2 separate regions of the Drosophila melanogaster genome follow, and region 1 is linked to region 2. The links are chromatin contacts, called in public Hi-C maps. All regions are on one chromosome and are shown on one strand. The core of a region is the stretch at or near the end of the contact, and the rest is flanking DNA. Distances in the headings are between cores, read along the strand shown.

Region 1 (2,700 bases), core at 43-2,542, 2.9 Mb after region 2:
CAGTGCAATTTGCTAGATCTTCGTTGCGTGTGGTGGCAGTAAATTGCGATAGCTGCTGCTGTTGGGTAAACATTTGAAGTGGCTTCGCGCGTCGCGTCTCGGGGAAGTGGATTTCGGGGCAAGGATTACATTTACGCCTGCTGCTCCTTAGACCCGTAATTGTAGTGAAGGAAGCGAAGACCCTGGATCGATTGGGCGGTGGCATTGGTAGCGTGGCAGGCGAAGAGCAGCCAATTCCTGGGCTGGACCTTGTAGGCAAATCGCATAAAGATGCACGAGTACAGGGTCAGAGCTGGAAAAGATCGAGGATAAGCATTTCTGGGAGACTTATTTACATAGGCAAAGGCACAGGACAAATTATAAGCAAAATTTGTCATAATTTCCATTACATTATGTGCATATTGCCTCGCTGGCATCTTATTCCGATGGAATCGGATTATGGAGTAAAATGGACAAATTGTGCTTAGTTTTTTCTCTGTGCAATCTTATCGGCAGACGTTTCGACAGTTTCCGTATCTGGCTTATCAGGCATTATAGAGTGATTTGTTTAGAACATATCACAGCGGCTCTGATTACGACATCTTAAGCGAAAACTTTCGATGCCAGTCGCGCGTGTATGGATGCCAGATGGAGGCCAAAACCCAAGGGGGGATATCCTTACCCAATGTCATTTTGCCGGAGATGAATTTGGGACTCTTTTGTGTGTCGGCGAGAGCAGCCACCGGAATACCCCAGTTGGCCACCGGGCCCCAGAAGTGGGTACTGTGGATATAAAAAGCAATATTTACAATAAGTCATATAAGGCCAATTGATAACCAACAAACAGACCTCATAAAGTAATCCCGCCACTCCTTTGAGGCCGTTGTGGACATAGCTCTCCTGATCGACATGATGCTACCGCTTTGCTAATTGAATATATCTGACCAGAAATGTTAATCAGAAGCGCACCTGGTGGAATAATTTAGATTAGATTGCCATTGCCGCGCAATATAAATCCGAAAAAAATCCCCTCAAGGTCTTACAGGTTGTTCGCCGTGTTGTTGTTGTTTTTGTGGTGCCAGCTGTTGTTGCTGTTGTTTGTTTACCGCCTGGAACACCTTGATCGAAAACACGAAGAATTTGGAACTGCAGGCCGCGTTGCAGGTGTGTGAAGTGTGTGCCTAAATATTCACAAGCTAGGATATATTTTTTGTTTATGTGTCGGCCGTGTTGTCACTCCGAAAGTTATATAAAATTAGTCAAACGAAAGGCATCAACGAGTTTTCTCTGCCGCGTCGCTGTCGCGTCGGAGTTATCGATAGCCCGTACAATCGCCACATCCAAGGGTCACACTTAGAGATGGACGTCGAATGAAGCGAATGCGATAGGTTTTAAATCTTTTTTTGAAAAGTGGTTAACATAACCTTCAGCAATATTTTAGTTGGGCAAATTTGTGCCCAGGCACTATGCTAAGACTTTTATTAATAAAATATTTATAACAAAAAAATATTCTAGCATTGTAAACAGTGTAAAACAATACAATGCTTTCAAAGCTCTACGCATAAATATCAAGAAATCTAGTATATTGATATTTATATTACATTATTAATATTAACTTAAATATTTATAAAGTCAATCGAAAATTAAACATTTAATTGCTATTCTAAAACGAGTTTAATCTTGTTGCTTTTTCATTTAAAATCCTGTAAGTTATACCGATATATTACACTATCGTTGAAAGTCATTGAAGCGCTTGATCGGTGTCAGGCATATACTGATCGCTGCAACACTCGACTCGATTTGCAATCTCGATAGGCTTGTCGCAGGGACTTCCCTCCCTATATCCGCCGAAAAGCGGATGCTTGATGTGCATTAAGCCCGCTAATTACAAGTGGACGTAATGTGTGCATTTGCAACGCATTTGCTGAAGTGCGGGCGCCACGGTTTTCAAGTGGTTAATCCACCACGCGCTTCCGCTCTTCACTTAATACGCGCTCTTCCGGCTCTCTTAAAAGGACCAAGGCGAAGAGAATTGGGGCGATGGTTTCTGCGCCGACAGCCTGCGCCTGAGTCCTTGGCCGCGGCGGCAGAAGACCAAAGCAGCACAACCAGCAGCATCCGAGTGCGAAGCAACCAGCATCCAAAACCGAATCCAAAACTCCGGCTCAGTGTGAATTTGCGACTCGAGAGCGACGGCGGCTCAAAGGAAACTTGGCTCGGTAAATAGTCCTTATCGAAGGAATCCTGGCACCAACAACACACCACATCCTCTGGCCAAATAACAACAACAACAACAACAAAGTGAAAAAGCGGAATAGGCAAATGGAAATTGTGTTGGCAGTCGATGCCGCTGCTGACTTCGCTGCCACTGTTCTGCCAACTTGTAATCCCCGTGTGTGTCTGTGTGTGTATGTGTGCGTTTGTGTGCTGTGTGTGTGCGTGCGTGCGAGTGTTTATATGTGGTCAGTGTGCCATTTTGCAAGCATTTTCCATGTGCGGTGCTTGGGAAAGCTAAAGAAAATTCAAATTATGCCCAAAGAAACCAACTCCAAGAATTGCCAAAACAAAGACAGATTTTGCTTCTTTAAATTTTTAAATGTTGACTACGCGTCATCAGTTGCCGCAGCTTCAGTTCAGTAAAACCTGAAAAGAAAAACCATTTGAAGAAAAATCAATCCTACACATAATGGTCACTTTTTTTTGTATTCCCACATTTGTTGC
Region 2 (2,700 bases), core at 17-2,516:
CGCCGACTTAAAGTTTTCCGCCAGGTTATTTACCTCCTTATCTCGCCAGCATTGTTTTCGCCTCGTCACCCGCTCCTTGCTTCTGATTCGTCTGGTTTTATCAATGTTTCTGTTTGCAATATGTTTGTTCTCAGCTTTTTGTTATTGTTTCTTGATTACTGGTTCTCTTATCACGACGCGTGACGTCATAAGAGCCGGCATTTTGCTATTAGATAGGAATATCTTTACATTTTTTTATCGTTTTTTTTTGGAAACGTGCTTGCTTTTTAGTTTTTTAAAATTACCAGACTCTTTGGCATTTCCCTGGTGGGAAATAAACTTCATCATAAACTTCATCGAAAGGGGGGGTGTGTAGGGAGAATAGTAGGAGTGCCATAGATAGGCAAGGTCGTCTGCCAGGCTTTGTTATCGGTTTGGTTTAATGTAGATCAGTCTCTATTTATTGAGCGCAAAAAAAATGTTATATCTTTCATAAACCATCTTTACTAAACCGGAAAATATCTTAGATATAAAAGAGAAAAGTGGGATTTATATTAGGAACTTATATTTTTGATTTAGAAAAAGATTAGTTTGGAAGAGCTTGTATCTTTGAGAAATAATTAGAAATTGGGTATTTACAGGATTGGATCTGGGGGAATTTATATATATTTTTTTTTAGTAAGTTGGTTAAAGATCCTTTCTCTACTGTTTGGTAAGCATTCGAAACAGGAACTTATGTACATTCCGCTATAGTGGCCAGATTCCGAATGCTGTCGTCACCAAATCAAATCTGGCCAAAGCAGGCCAGATGATAAGGACCTATGGCATATACTCACCAAGTCGGAGAGCGAGAGTTGCCCCGATAAGGATAGTCGCGCGACCGACGCGTGATGCAACTTAATCAAATCGTGTTTTGGTATCGCCCACCCTGCCTCTCGCTCTATCTGTGCCAGCGTCCTGCTCGCTCCCGTGTGGCGTCCATGCGGCGGAGATGGCGCCTGTGGGGCTGGCAATCGTGGAATCGGAATCGGGCCCGGCTCAGATAGCCATATCTTGGCGGCGTCCAATCAGCGGAACCGGCGACAGCCAAACTACGCCAAAGTACCGAGTACACGGCGCAATGAGTTCGACGGTTGCGTCGCCGATAATAAGTACAATCGTTACTTTGCTGTTGTTGCGTTTTTGAAAAGGTGATATGAAATGTGCTCTGATAAGTTTTAATCAAGAATATTTTACTCGCATTGCTTTGGGTGGCTCCCGGCCGAGTAGCATTTGAAAAGTTGTAGTAGTAGGTCGGAGCTCGGATGCGGGTCTGGTCGGGTCCACTCCCAACCGAACCCATCCCGTGCCATCCCATCCTATCGATTGCATCCGGCACACCGGTGCGGATTCGTGGGTCGTGTCCCGGCGATTATCACCGTGATCTGTTGGGCGTGAAACCGAAGAAAACCCTTTGAGCGTGGAAAAATGTGAGGAAAGTTGCGCCGGCGCAAGGGAAATCCTTCAAACGTGTGTTTAACCACAAAAGCGACGTGAGTTTAACCAACATAATCGACGGTTGGGCGCCCGGAAAAGCCACCACCCGCCTCCTCATCGTTCCCCGAAAGAGTTGTGATCCGTCGGCGTGACCTGTGTGACACTTTCATTTGCCGGGTTAACGCCCCCTCAAAGTCCGGACAGTATCGAAACCGAAAATTTAACGCTTGCTTAGCGCCTGAGATCGCCAGATGCCCAGATGTCCGCGGCTCGGTCATCATCGATGAAAACCACATGGGCCGAACGAACGCCCCTCATAATGAGCGCAACGGATCCGAGCACTCGATTCTGGACCTAGCCACAATGGATTTTCAATCGCTGTCGGAATATGCATGGGAATCTGGCCATGGACAACTTGGTAAGTTTCACCAGACGATTTGTTGGCCTTCGGGGGAAGTTGCTCTCAATTGTCTTAACTAACATAAATAATACTAATGGAATGTTGCATATGTGCTAAATGAAGCTACATATGTACATAAATAAATGTCACATAATGTTTAGTCACAACTCTTGGGAAGACATAGTGTACGTATTATTATGAGTCATTGTATTCATTTTTTGCAAACAGTCATGATTTTAATGAGTTTTAGGCTTAAAATGGTTTCTAAGAATAAATATTTCAGTTCAAGTCGCAGTAAGATTATTAAATGTTGTGGAATGCATCCAAGCAAAAAGTGTCTAAGAAAATTTAAGGAATTGAAAAGGGACCGACAGGGAAAAGTAGGGAAAATTATGTCGATTACGAGAAACCAGCATGACGATCAACGAACCCAAAAAGCACAAAACTCCGGATCCCGTCCAGCCAAGGGGTGGGGCATTGCCTTACAGCTCCAGGCAGTGGCACCCAGCAAGTGCCCATATGCGTGCCCGAGTATATATTTTATATATATGTATGTGTATATATATATAAATATATAAGGAGGTTGAAACGACTGAAAAACAAAATGCGAGTCCAAACGATGGGTCCCGTTCCATGGTACCGCTGCCGATCCACTTGGCCCTGCGGTCGTTGAGTTGTGGCGACGACAACAACGAGGCCTTATCAACATCGACTTGTATGTATATGTATAATATATGTATGTGGGGAAAAAATGAAAAGAAAAAATTATTCAAGAAAAATAAGCATTTAAGAAAAGAATTTCAAAACAAATGAAATAAATGTAGTGGGGCCTTATACTATGTACC

What was found. A called contact is a pair of places that touch in the nucleus more often than the background predicts.
Region 1: a Hi-C map of the Kc167 cell line shows a contact between it and region 2, with 2.4 times the contacts expected there. A contact is called at or near these places in 2 of 107 Hi-C or Micro-C datasets (both in the Kc167 cell line).

Annotation. Positions count from the first base shown.
Region 1 is chr3R:18,927,367-18,930,066 of dm6, forward strand. Mpc1 (Mitochondrial pyruvate carrier) reads right to left here and starts at 1,293. Exons shown (of 4, transcript NM_001275791.1): 1 at 1,023-1,293; 2 at 829-948; 3 at 662-762; 4 at 1-292. The coding sequence starts at 890. The coding sequence ends at 132. CG42613 reads left to right here and starts at 1,830. Exons shown (of 19, transcript NM_001260256.1): 1 at 1,830-2,198.
Region 2 is chr3R:15,984,915-15,987,614 of dm6, forward strand. It overlaps lncRNA:CR44133 (long non-coding RNA:CR44133), which reads left to right and starts at 1,267. Exons shown (of 2, transcript NR_074017.1): 1 at 1,267-1,873. It overlaps srp (serpent), which reads left to right and starts at 1,238. Exons shown (of 8, transcript NM_001275690.1): 1 at 1,238-1,873.